Linked DNA regions of Sus scrofa: region 1 is linked to region 2. Evidence: chromatin contacts called from public promoter capture Hi-C data. All regions are on one chromosome and are shown on one strand. Each heading gives the region's core, a stretch centred on a gene start, on an enhancer-like site or on the middle of the called end of the contact. The rest is flanking DNA. Distances are from core to core; before and after follow the strand shown.

What was found. Promoter capture Hi-C pulls out the DNA fragments that hold promoters and counts their contacts.
Region 1: a contact with region 2 is called in a promoter capture Hi-C map of liver, with 5 times the contacts expected there. The contact joins the promoter of C18H7orf25 here to the promoter of STK17A in region 2. A contact is called at or near these places in 2 of 5 promoter capture datasets (fetal skeletal muscle and liver) and 2 of 47 Hi-C or Micro-C datasets (both in skeletal muscle).

The regions. Positions count from the first base shown.
Region 1 is chr18:51,920,385-51,927,381 of Sscrofa11.1, forward strand. It overlaps C18H7orf25 (UPF0415 protein C7orf25 homolog), which reads left to right and starts at 3,901. Exons shown (of 2, transcript XM_005673353.3): 1 at 3,901-4,160; 2 at 5,016-6,997. The coding sequence starts at 5,037. The coding sequence ends at 6,302.
Region 2 is chr18:51,359,089-51,365,781 of Sscrofa11.1, forward strand. It overlaps STK17A (serine/threonine-protein kinase 17A), which reads right to left and starts at 3,093. Exons shown (of 7, transcript XM_021078536.1): 1 at 2,766-3,093. The coding sequence starts at 2,965.

The sequences.
Region 1 (6,997 bases), core at 2,651-5,150, 560 kb after region 2:
TCTCCCTCATTCATGTAATCTCAGTGTAATCAGAACCCTCTCTGCAGGTTACGGCTCATGTGAGCAAGCAAATAATGGGTCTCTGACCTCAGTTTTCATCCTGTGTGAAGGCGTAGTACTGAGTTTTCTTTGTCTTTTGAGGCATCAAATAGGATAAGAGAAACCATGTCATTATTCTTGCTCCGGAACAGAGTTTTTGAATGTCACTGATCTGACAGCTGAGAGATAGTGGGCATTTCTATGATTAAATGTAGCTCAAAAGATTTTGATGACGATTTAGCCAAGTTTGGGGGAGCATTTCTGCCAGGATTCCCAGTTCTACCCACTATTGGTGTAACACCCTGTCTCCTTATGGTAGCAGAAGTGTAGTGATGAGTGATGGGAGATGCCAGCTTGACCTGTTTTTAGACATTTGCCTCGAAGGCCTCATTTGATGTAACAGTCTCTCCTGTGGGCTCTCGGTATGTACATTGTGAGTCTAGCACATTAGAAAGAGAACTATGTGACAATAAGGAGTGGTTTTTGGAATCCGGTCTCCACTTTCTCACTTCACTGGCCGAGTGACTGCCTGCCAAGGGAATTAATCTCAGGGTTTTCTCAGGACTAAACTTAATCATGCAAGTGAAAGGGCTGGCACATTCGTAGTGCAGTAGTTTGTAAGTTTTAGCCCCTTTGAATTTGCTTAGTCCCCCTCTAATGTCCATCATTAAGAAATCAAAGGAATGCCAAAATTCTACAAATCAAAGAAGGGACGAGTTAAGGCACTTATATTTAAGACAAAAGGAAAGCTTGTGGAGGTTCTTAGGGCTGCTAACAGAGTAAGTCCTACGAATAAAGACGGGAAACGTTGGCTGAAGCAGACCTGTGTCCAGAGTTCATTCTCTGCCTCTTTCCCAGTAAGTGCAAAGCCCAGTTGAACGGAATCGACCTAGCACACTCCTCCCTTGGTTCTCACTTAGTTCTTGTCGTTGACCTCAATTTTAAGTTGTTCTCTTTTGTTGTAGTTCTTGGAAAGCTCAGTTTTTTGGTCTGGGAACCCCCTGTCTGCATCCCTGAACATGCCCAAGCGCCTCAGTTATGTCCAGCCTGTGGATTTTATGTCCATGGTCCCAAACTGCCAGCTCTGAGTCCTTAACCTCCTCTTTATCAGGTTTTTCCTAGCTAGTGTAGGCAAGCTCCGAGCCCCTGCTATAAAGAAACGCAAACTGATAATTCAGTGAATTGCCCAGGAACATGTAAGAGTTGGTAGTATCTCCTTTGCTCTAGACCCCTAATGTCCTGAAACCCAGTCCAGTGGGTTTCATGTAAGAGTTGGTAGTAGCTCCTTTGCTCTAGACCCCTAATGTCCTGAAACCCAGTCCAGTGGGTTTCATGTAAGAGTTGGTAGTAGCTCCTTTGCTCTAGACCCCTAATGTCCTGAAACCCAGTCCAGTGGCCCTGCATTAGTGGCAGCATTGCCTCCGACAAGTTAGGGTTAGGGTTGGGGTTGCCTCAGACAAGTTCCTTGAGTTCAGACTCCTCCCTTGACCCTGCTCTCAAGGACCACATAAAACCAGAATACCTGGCTGACTAGTAAGTGATCACTTCCTAAGCACAAGGGAGATAACGTTAGCCCTTTTTCGAAGGCCTTAAAGTCCCCAAGTTTCCTTAATTTTCACTTTTAGGTATTCTATCAGGTACTGCCACATTTCAAAAGAGCAGGCTTATGGGGTTATTTCTGAATCCCTGAAGGTTCTCGATCATACAGATGTTTTATTCTGCAAGATGAGAACTCAAGAGCTCCGTACTGCCCTCACTGCTCCACCGCTTCAGTTTAATTAGATCACTGTGTTTAGTTGAGAAGACTTTTATTACAGGCATGTAAGTATATACTATGATTGCTTTTCCTCACATTTCTCTTTGCTCTGTTTTCCTTATAGCGGTCATTAATTCTTGCCAGTCCCCCCCAACACACTCTTTTCCTCTGGTCAGATACCAGGGAACCCAGCCTTTCACACCCCTTCTCTCCCAGCACGGGTTCCAAGAAGTACCTTGGAGCCCTCTTCCTGCTCTATTTCAGCCCAGTTGCGTGTTTGACACTTCATTCTCCTCTATCTCGTGATTGGCTGGGTTTAAAATTTTTAGGTTAGAAAGACCTCCGCATTTCGAAAGCATTTCTTCATGGCCTTCTAGATTCCAGTGTTGTTGACGAGAAGCATAATGCTGTTGCCACATCCTTTGTTTTTACCTTTGCCTCCTCTGTGGCTCTTAAGATCTTTTACCTGCAGTGTTCGGAGATCTCACAACGAGGTACCTTTTTGTGGGTTTCTTAACATTCATTGTGTTGAACACTCAGTAGGTCCTTGATTGTAGAAACATCTTTCAGTTTTCCTAAATTTTATAGCATTTCTTTGAGAAATTGCCTCTTCGTTGTCTTTGGTTTTGTTTCTAAAGCTCGTATTTGAACTCTTCCATGCTCCGTTACCTCCCCTTAAAAAAAAATCCTTCTCTTGACTCATGACTGAAGGAAGTATCTTTTCTCTGAGAATGCTAGTTAAGGATATTTTTTTAAAAAGCAAACAAACATTTTTTTCTGCTTTCTGTTTTCTTCAGATTCCAAACTAAAAAATGTTTGGAAGTGCTGTGTTTGTGAGTCCCAAACCTACTCACAAAGCGGTGGAGGAGAGACGCTCGATGTGGGCACCTCTAAACCATTTCTCTGTGGTCTTTCATTTGCTCTGTTTCTCCAGAGGAAAATCAGGGTTGGGGGAAGGGGGTCGTAAGGGCGGTGGGACAGGAGCGCCAGCATTCTGGAAGGCGCAGGGAAGGGGCGGACAGCGTTTTGCGATGCAGTATGAAATTTTCTTTTCATGGTGTGTCTGGAACCCATCGCAAACTCTAGGCTTCTGCCTGGGGAACAATGGGTAACCGTCCCAGCTTCACAGGACTTGCTTTAAAAACTTGTAAGCAGTAAGCACGGCCCAGGTTCAGTCCTGCCTCACTGCTCCCCTCCTTGCCTTCCTCGGTAGTTCCAGAGCCTTTCTGGGTTCTGCCTTGTGAACCACTTGAGGCAGTTTTCTCTCAGCTAACTACCTACCCCATCCGCAAAGAGGCTTCCTGGGTTCAAATAACCTCTCTCTGGCAGACTTAATGCTAAAATATATCTTTTAGGCTAAATTAATATGTGAACAAACACTTAGAACAATATCTGCCACATAGTAAGCCCTGAGGAAGTGTTGTCATTGTTCTTTGTCTTCCAGAAATGTGTTGACAATTTTTTTTAGTCTTTGGAGTTTATTCCTTCTTCATTGCTTTACTGTCATTTCAGTTGGGTTTAGGAAAGGATTAACTTAAAGTGCTCTTTAATCTTTAAAATCAGCCTCTGGACATTACTAAGCTAATAGCAATTCTCCAGCCCTTCAGAAGCCACCGGTCATTTGTCCTTTTAAGAAACGCAGCACATCCCTAATAGCACACTTTCTATGGAGAGCTCAGGATGGTGCAGGTGTAAAGTGCTTTGGCTCCGAGTTAGAAATCCCAGCTCCAGCACCTGCCAGCTGTGTAACCTTTGACAAGCCTCTCCAGCCTGTTTTCTCTTCTGTTAAAATAAGCCACATTTTTTTTCTAAGACAACAACCATTGTCGAGCGCTTGTAGGCCTTTGAACTTGACAGCAAAATGGTGCACTCGGCCTGATTGGGGGAGTTAGGCGCCGCCAGGACGTTTGCTTCATCAAAAACCACCGCCCCCCGCCGGAGAGAAGGCTAACCTTGACCAGCGAGACTGCTGGCACCCGGGGGACCGAGCAGCCGGCGCCGCAGCCGGGGAGAGGCGTGGCCCCAGAGCTCCGCCCCCGCCTCTTTCCCGGGGCGAGGCGGCCCCACGTCCCCAGGCCCGCCCCGCGGCGGGCGTGGGCGACGTCGCTGCCCTCAGCAAACATGGCCGCCGCTCTGGCGTCAGCCCTGCTCAGGAGGCCGCGCTGCCGTCTGGGAATCGCGGGCCCGGCGTCACCCGGCGCGGGGCCACGTGACGCGCTAGGCGCCCGAGGTGGCGGGGCTTGCGCAGGCGGAGCAGCCGCGGAGGCCTGAGTGGGGTGGGGGCTGCTGGGCGAGGTTTCCTGGCGGGTCCGAGCCTCGCCCGCACGTGCCTGCCTGCTCGCGCTCGCGGTCCTGGGCGCTGCCGGTGAGGAGCTGGGGAAGGGGCGAGGGGATGGGAGGGGCGCGCCCCTTCCGCGGCCGAGGCGGGGCTGGGCCCGGCCGGCCTGGCGGGGAGGGCGGTGGACGCGGGGCCCTGGCGCCGGCCGCGGGGGCTGTTGGAGCCCGAGCCGGACCTGCGGGGCCAGCGGTGCAGGTGAAGCTGGAAGGCTGGATGCCCTCCCGAAGGCCCAGGCCCGTCCGCCCGGGCCGCCACGGGCTGCACCCGTGGAGTTTATCTTCCAGGCTTTTTCCCTTCAAGTGGGACCAGGAGCCAAGTTGGTGGGCTCCTAAAACCTTTAAACATCCGCTGGGTTGATGTCACATTCAGGGACCGGGCACTCTTGATTCCTTGGCGTGCGTACCGTGTGCCCCTGGGAAATCCCGAGGCAGCTGGTTGAAGGAGCCCCATTCATGAAAGGCTTAGCGTGGCCAATGGAGAGACTCTTGTTCTGGACAGTTCGTTAACCAGCTAGTCTGTGTGGATAATTTTATTTCAGTCTTTTTATCTTGACCTTCTCTACAACCAAACGGTAAGGCCTGCTGATGAGGGAATTCCCTAACGCAGCAGGTTGCCAACCCCCTGCGTTTTATCCTAACCCGGGCATGTTGAGGACGCCGTGACCTTCAGGCTGAAGAAATGAGGGCCTAAAGCGTGTGGATCCAGCATAGGTAAGGAGGAGTTCACGGGCACAGCTGTTATCTTTCCTTAGCAATTTGGGAGGGAGTCGCTCTGGAATCACACATGCAGACGCCCTGGCCTCCATCGTCTCTGTTAGATTGAAGTCTCAGAATCCTGCGTGAAGCCTTGATTGCCATTGATTTGTTTCTTTTCTTCTCATAGGAAAGGAATAATGCTGTCAGCATGTCTGCACATTCCATGCTCTGTGAACGAATCGCTATAGCCAAGGAGCTGATCAAGAGAGCAGAATCACTTTCTAGATCACGAAAAGGTGGCATAGAAGGTGGTGCAAAGCTGTGCAGCAAATTGAAGGCAGAGTTAAAATTCTTACAGAAAGTAGAAGCTGGGAAGGTAGCTATTAAAGAGTCCCACTTACAGAGCACTAACCTAACCCATCTGAGAGCCATCGTGGAATCGGCAGAAAACCTGGAAGAGGTGGTCAGTGTCCTTCATGTCTTCGGTTACACAGACGCCTTGGGAGAAAAGCAGACCCTCGTGGTAGATGTGGTTGCAAATGGCGGTCACACTTGGGTGAAAGCCATTGGCCGAAAGGCCGAAGCGCTGCATAACATTTGGCTGGGCAGGGGTCAGTATGGGGACAAGAGCATCATTGAGCAGGCTGAAGACTTCCTGCAGGCCAGTCACCAGCAGCCAGTGCAGTACAGCAACCCTCACATCATCTTTGCGTTTTACAACAGCGTCTCCAGCCCCATGGCAGAGAAGCTGAGAGAAATGGGCATATCTGTAAGAGGAGACATAGTGGCGGTGAACTCCCTGTTAGATCACCCTGAAGAGCTCCAGCTGAGTGAGAGGGAATCGGATGACGAGGGCCCTGAACTTCTGCAGGTGACCAGAGTAGACCGAGAAAACATCCTGGCTCGTGTTGCCTTTCCGACGGAGATCAAGGTGGACGTGTGCAAAAGAGTGAATTTGGACATCACCACTCTAATCACATATGTATCTGCCCTCAGCTATGGAGGCTGCCACTTTGTCTTCAAAGAAAAAGTGCTCACAGAACAAGCAGAGCAAGAGAGGAAAGAGCAGGTTCTGCCGGAGCTGGAGGCATTCATGAAGGACAAGGAGCTGTTTGCTTGCGAATCTGCCGTCAAGGATTTTCAGTCCATTCTAGATACCTTAGGAGGACCAGGGGAGAGAGAGAGGGCCGCACTGCTGATTAAGCGAATTAATGTGGTCCCAGACCAGCCTTCTGAGCGTGCCTTGAGACTAGTGGCCAGTTCAAAAATCAACAGCCGCTCATTAACGATTTTTGGGACGGGAGACACCCTAAAAGCCATCACAATGACTGCCAATAGTGGTTTTGTTAGAGCTGCCAACAACCAGGGTGTTAAATTTAGTGTGTTTATCCACCAGCCCAGAGCACTTACTGAGAGCAAAGAGGCCCTAGCTACCCCCTTACCCAAAGACTGCACCACTGACAGCAAACACTAATGACATCCTTTAAATATTGTCATGGAAATAAGTTATTTATACCAAAGGCTGGGTCTTGCCATCTTCACTGGAGACAAAAAGAGGTCCATAGTAAAAATAATCCTCAGGACCCTTAAACCAGTAAAGTTGATTGTGTGTCTCATCTATAAAGTTTATAACCTAAAGTAGAAAAAGCACAAGAGGCAGCCTTATTTATCAAACTGGCTACATTATAATTAGAACAGAACTGTGTAAGGCTTTTAGCTGTATCACAATACCAATATCCCACAATCCAGTAGGGCTACAGTTTCCCTAATGGTAATTGCATTTCTTGGACTGTGGCTACGTTGCATCTTGCATTAAATACCTGGAGAAAACTCTGCAGCTTGTTTTTCATTGTATTGATTTATCAGCTGATACGGGTTGAGGCTTGGAGGTAATAGTTTATAATTAAGTTTAGATTTCAAAATGATGACTGTTACTAATGAAAAGAAACTTTCTTGATTGCTCCCTTTCAGGTGCAGTCTGGTGGGTATGTTTACAAAAAGTACATTAATACAGAAGGAAATAAAGTGAATTCTGATCCCAGGAGTCCCATGAACCTCTTGATACACCATCGTGAAAAGATAGACAGCAGTCACAATGCTACAAGCCTAAGATGTCTAAATATTAATTTGAATATATTGAAAAAGAATTATGTGAAATAGTTCAGATTT
Region 2 (6,693 bases), core at 1,843-4,342:
TTCTTTGCTCTTAACGTTTTCAACTAAATGAAGGGCCACAGAACGAAATGAATACATCTCCTGTTTTTCATACCTTATCACTAAAATAGAACATGAGTAATTCTTCAGTTATGTACCAGCATGACGTCAACGCGTTGTATCAGAAATGCAGCCAGGGAGTTCCCATTGTGGTGCAGTGGAGATGAATCTGACTAGCATCCATGAGGATGCAGGTTTGATCCCTGGCTTTGCTCAGTGGGTGGGGAATCCAGCGTGGCTGTGGCTGTGGTGTGGGCCGGCAGCTGTAGCTCGGATTCGACCCTTAGCCTGAAACTTCCATATGCCGAGGGTGTGGCCCTAAAAAGCAAAAAAAAAAAAAGAAAAAAGAAATGCAACCAGTTAACAGCTGGAAAACGAAGCAACTTTTTCTTACTACAGAAAGGATTACACATAAACACATTTCATTATGTCAAAACTACAATATACAGGCAAAATTTATAAACCTGAAAGACTGCTTACAACACAAAGCAGAACTTTTACTTCCCGAGACTTCTAAACAGTTCCCATGTCTTTTGCAATGAGGTGTTATTACTTTTGCATGAGCTAGAAGCACACTGGGAGGTGGTGCAGGTTTTCTTGTTTTTGCCTGTTGGTTACATGCAAAATACCATTCACTGGCTATACAATGAATTACATTTTTTGAGTGCACCCCCTAAGCTAAATACTGCCTTTATGCTAGAGACGTGTTTTAATTTATTTAATTCTTTCAACAATGCTATGAGGCAATCAATGGTTAGGTAACTTACTTACGTACACATAACCAGTAAGTAAAAAGCCAAGACTCAATCACAGACTGTCTGACTCCAAAGTCATCGTTCTTAACCACTGCGTTACGCTTCTCCGTGAAGAAAAGGGGAACCCAAAAGACGGAAGTCCCCTTGTGGCACAGTGGGTTAAGGACCTAGTGTTGCTCCTACAGCTGGGTTCAATCCCTGGCCCAGGAACCTCCACATGGCGCAAGTGCGGCCAAAAAAAAAAAAAAAAAGTTAACATTCATTTCCTTTTTTGGTTTTGGGCTCTTGATTTAAGTATCTAATTTCATGTTCCCCTGAGTTATTATTTTTGTAAAGAAACTTATATAAGAAAAGGTATGTAGAAGATGTCATACCATTAAAACAAACACTTCATAGGCAAGCTAACTGTATAATATAGGCTGAAACAATTCATTCCTGCAGGAATTATCACAACAGCTGGTAGAGTACGAAGCAATTTTTTTCCCATTAAGTCAGTTATTACAAAGTCTTCAAGATGGTGCTCGCCACCTGAAGACATTTCAGTTTTGTAAGACGTTTTTGTTTTCTGGTATGAAGTCAGACAACTCAAACAATGGAAAGTCCTAGTTTTCCTTCAAGAAATCAGGGTTCCTTTAGAATGTCTGGAATTCTGACCAATTAGAAAACCTAGATGAGTCCGTAGCTGTCCATGTCATCTTTTGTCACACCTACAGTTTGTGCAGATCCAGTTAATTGGTGCCCAGGAGAGTGAAGAAAATCTTATCCCTGAAAAATATGTGTCCTTTTAACATTTGGAATAAATAAGATACTTCTGGGGTAGGTATCGCTGCCAAAACTATTTCTAAAAGTTACCTTCATGCTTGTAAGGCACTTTTATTATTATTATTATTTTTTTTAACATTGTAGCGGATATTATGGACCCTGTTTTTCTAAGACCCCAGAAGGAGGCTGTCATAACTGCCAGGCCCTTTGCCCACTACACCATGGTGCGATGCTGCAACCATGACAAACACCTGCAACAGCTGCTAACACTTACCAAATGCCATGTGCCAGGCCCTGGGGCTTGCACTTGACAGACTCCGCATCTTAACAACACCCCGGTGAGAGAGGTGCTGTCACGATGCGGATTTTACGGATGAGAAACGCGCAACAGCAGAGGGGGACTCGGAGCTCGGGTCTGACTCCAAAGCCAGGGCTTTTGATAACTTCTCCAAATTGTCCTCAAGGAAAAAGGGGGGTCAGTCCCCAAGCCCCCATGACTCTAATCATCCCTCTTCAACGTCCCAGATGTAGAGGATTCAAACAGCCTTCACCTTTTGCAATTTTAGAAACAGGCCAAGTTGTAAGCCCCCACCCCTACGCCCTTACAAGAGTCGGGTGGAGAAGAGAAGGCCAGGGGCCGGCTGACCGCGGGAAAATTCAGACCAGAGCCCAGAGCTTAGGAGGGAAGCCCATCTGGACTTAAGGGGCAGGGACCTAAATGTTTCAGAACGAGAACAGAAGAGCCCCACGGAACCGAAAACCAAGTCAGCAGAAGGCGGCAGACAGAAGTGCACCCAGCGCTGGTGCAGAGGAAGCTGTCACGCTCGGTTTCATCTTCTCTGCCGCAGCCACAGAGGGAGCAGCCGGAACCCACAAGAGCTGCAGGGCGAAACCAGAGCTGACGCTACCCCTCGGCTCCGACGCCGCGGGCAGAGGCGCGCAGCGCGGTTCCCACGCCGTCTCGTTCGGTTAACCGCACAAAGGACCGCAGAGGCTGGAAGGCCCCGAGCAGAGGCTGGGAGGTTCTCGGCGACCCGCGTGGGAGCCTTTCTCGGGCCGCTACCAAGTGCACAGCGCACTCCGGCGACGCGCGGCCGGGCGGCCGGGCGGCCGGGGCGGGGGGCCCCGCCGCCTAATCGCCGCCCGCACTCAGGTCGGCGCCCGGTCCCGCCGCGCCCGCCGGCCTCCCGCTCTCATCTGCGCCCCGCCCGCGCGGCCGCCCGGCCTCACCTGCCCAGCTCCCGGCCCGGGCTCAGGCTGTAGCTGTCCTGGAAGGGCTCGGTGCGCACGGCGGTGCGGATCTCCGTCAGCAGCCCGCGGGCCGGCGGCGGCGGCCGGCGCGGCGTGCTCGGTCCCCGGCTGGCCCGGCCCGAGCCGGAGGCGGCGGCCGGGGAGGAGTCGCCGCTGCCCGGCTTCTCCAGAGGAATCATGGCGCTCGGGCGCGCCGGCTTTCTGGCCGCCCGGCTCGCTCCGAGCTGCCGGCGGGTAACGGCCCCGCCTCCAGCAGCCTCCAGCCGGTCGGAGAGAAGCAACCGCTCTCCTCCGCGCCGCGCTCGGACTGGGAGGGCCGGCTCCCCGCGGTCCGGCCCCGCCGGCGCCCGGCCCCGCCCCGCGCCCGGCCCCGCCCCCGCATCCGGCCCCGCCCCCGCCCCCGAGGGCGGTCCAGAGCGCCATGTGCCTTACGCGCGCCCTCTGCAGCCGAGGGGGAGAAGGTGCAGCCTGGCGCCTGGCGAGGGGCCTCGCGCCGGACGCCGCAGTCTAGAGGCGACCAACAGCACCACCCTTCTGGCTGGAGGACCCGCTGCGTCAGCCGGTCACGCACCTGCGGATCATCTTAGTTCAGATCAGGTGAATGCAAGGCAAAGAGCTGCCTGCCAGAGCTTCACCCCGCCTTACCTTGGTAGAGTGAGGACTACCACTCAGATCAGGGCTGCTGGAAGCAGGGCTGCGTGGAAGTAGCCCCGGGCAGCGGGCTCCTGCTTAAGTTGAGGAGGAGCATGAAGAGGCAAGAGTTGAGTAAATATTTTAAGCCCTTACACGAGTCCCATGAAATAGGCGCTATTATACTGACTGTGGTCTTCTATATTTAACTTCCAAGGTGCTCTTTTCCGGTCTTGTGGCTTTAATTACAACCGTATGCTCATGACTACAAAATTTGTAGCTCCAGCTTCCAACCATTCTCTGAACTTCAGACTCATGTATTCAAGTATACACCTAGCATCACCAGTTAGATGGCAAATTAGAATCTCAGACTTAACAAGCAAAAGGCAGCTCCTGATCGTCCTTCGCAAATGCGCTGTTTCCCCAGCCAGTTTCCCTTCCTCGGTAAACAGCAGCTCCATCCTTCCAGAGATTCAGGCCAAAAACCTTGTTTCTCTCATACCCCTCATTCAACTTGTTAGTAATTCCTCTTGCCTTTGCCTTCAAAATACATCCAGAATATATTTTGAAATACATTCAAAATACATCAGATCACATCTTTCCATTTCCACATTACTGCAATTAGCATTACCTCTCGTCTGGATTATTGTGAGAGCTTGTTAACTGGATTACCTGCTTCCATACTTCCTCCTCCCCAGTTCCATATAGTTTAGTTTCAAGGCAATCAGAATGACCTTTTAAAAATCTAAATCAGGAGTTCCTGTCGTGGCGCAGTGGTTAACGAATCCGACTAGGAACCATGAGGTTTCGGGTTCGGTCCCTGCCCTTGCTCAGTGGGTTAACGATCCGGCGTTGCCGTGAGCTGTGGTGTAGGTTGCAGATGCAGCTCGGATCCCGCGTTGCTGTGGCTCTGGCGTAGGCCCGTGGCTGCAGCTCCGATTAGACCCCTAGCCTGGGAACCTCCATATGCCTCGGGAGCGGCCCAAGAAATAGCAAAAAGACAAAATAAATAAATAAATAAATGAATAAATAAATAAAAATCTAAATCAGATCACCTCACTGCTCTGCTCAAAGCGTGCCAATAAGAGGTTTGCTTCTGGTAATGCTGAGCTAGTCTACTTGTGATCACCTCTCTTACTGAGAAAAAAATGGGTAAATTATGAAAACAAACAATCCTCTGCTCGAAGCAGAAGAGAGCTTCAAAAGCAGCAACAACTTGGATGACTAAAATCCTGGAAAGAAGGGCAGCCAGAATGGCACCACCATCCCACGAGGCATTTGGTGATTCCAAGCAGTAACTGAAAAGGCAGAAATATAAGCAGGGCTTCAGGCTTCTCACTGGGCTGAGGAGACAAAAAAACTGGAGTTTAGGACCTATTAAGGAGAAGGGCCTGGTAAAAATTCTAGATTCAGTTGAATGTGATGCACCCTAGGAGCATTGGTAAAAGGGAACTAGACCGGTCCTCATAAGGACAGAGGAACGGCTTTGAAATGCAAGAGCAAATCCCCTCTGGAGAAAAACACCACCATCCAGAGCCGCGCCTCATCTGCACAATATTTCATGTACAATGTCTGGCATTTAATCTAGCACTTATAGGGGGCACACAAAAATAATTATCTTTAAGAAAAAAAGAAAACAGAATCAAGCAAGCAGGAGATTCAAATTTTCTGGAGAGATTTGATAGATTTTTAAATAATTCTGTTTATTCTAGAAATTAAATAAGAGAATTTCAGCATAGAACTGAGAACTCCAAAGAAGAATACAATGGAATTTTTAAGATTGGGTAGGGGGTGGGTGTGTAGGGGGATCTCACCATCTAAAACTATGACTCATTCGATGGGTTTAACAACGTATTAGATGCAACTGAAGAATTAGTGCGCCTGATTAGCGAACTTAAGCCAAAAAATAGGCAAAATGAAACATGAGAGGTAAGAGGACATAATGTTCAGACACGAGAATAAAACACATGAGGTCTATGTTAAAACGGTCTAAAACACATGTACTTGAAGTATCAGAAGGAGAGGGGAGAGAAAAAGAAAAGCAATATTTGAAAAGTTAGTGGCCAGAAATTTTTCAAAACTAATGAAAGACAACAGCTCACAGAATCAAGAAACATGAATATCAAGCAGGATTCCAAGCAAAGAAAATCACACCTAAATAATTATGGTAAACTACTAAGAATTTATTTATTTATTTATTTACTTACTTACTTTTTAGGGCTGCACCTGCGGCACATGGAAATTCCCAGGTCAGGGGTTGAATCAGAGCTACAGCCGCTGGCCTACACCACAGCCACAGCCACACCAGATCCAAGCCATGTCTGTGACCTACACCACAGCTCACGGCATTGCCAGATCCTTAACCCACGGAGCGAGGCCAGGGATCGAATCCTCGTCCTCATGGATGCTATTTGGGTTTGTTTCTTCTGCGTGACAATGGCAACTCCAAGAATTTAAAACAAAGAGAAAAATCTTGAAAAAAAATAGGCAGAGAAAGCAGATATATTACCTGCACAAGGGCAAGAGTACAATCAAGAGCTTATTATCAAAGAACAATGGAAGCCTGAAGACCTGAGTGCTTCAAAAGGCTGAAAGAAATTCCCTGCCAATCTAGATTACGAACTACCTAGTAAAAATATTCTTCAAAATTGGAGGAGAAATATAGGCATTTTTTTACAGCAAACATATCATCAGCTGACCTACATTAAAGGAAATTCCAGAAGGAGTTCTTTAGGTAGATGCAATTGTGGCGATGTCTGAGGGATGTAGAAAAATGAAGGGATTACTGGGTTGCTAGCTATAAATAAATATGAAGTGCATAGAACAATACGTATAATGCCTTATGGTCTTAAATATATAGGGACTTGAAATATTACACAATAATAGCCCCAAAGGAGGGAGAGAATAAAAGGAATTAAAGTGTGCTAAAGTCCTAGCATCGAGTGGGAATTGATAAAAAGGACCTGGCTTTAATACATCAAGAGTGAATTTCATCATCTTGAGAGTAGCAACTAAAACAACAGAAAAAGAGCAAATAACAAGTTAACAGAGTGGGGAAATAGGATGATAAAAATATTTAATCAAAAAGAAGCAAGAAAGGAAAGAACAAGGAACATAAAGTGAGAACAGACAAATAAAAAACAAGCAGTTAGGTGACAGGTTTGTGCAAACTGAAGTTGTTGTAGTTGTTGTTTTTAACAGCAATTACTTTAAATATAAACATAATTTGAGGTTCCCGTCGTGGCGCAGTGGAAACGAATCCACCTAGGAACTATCC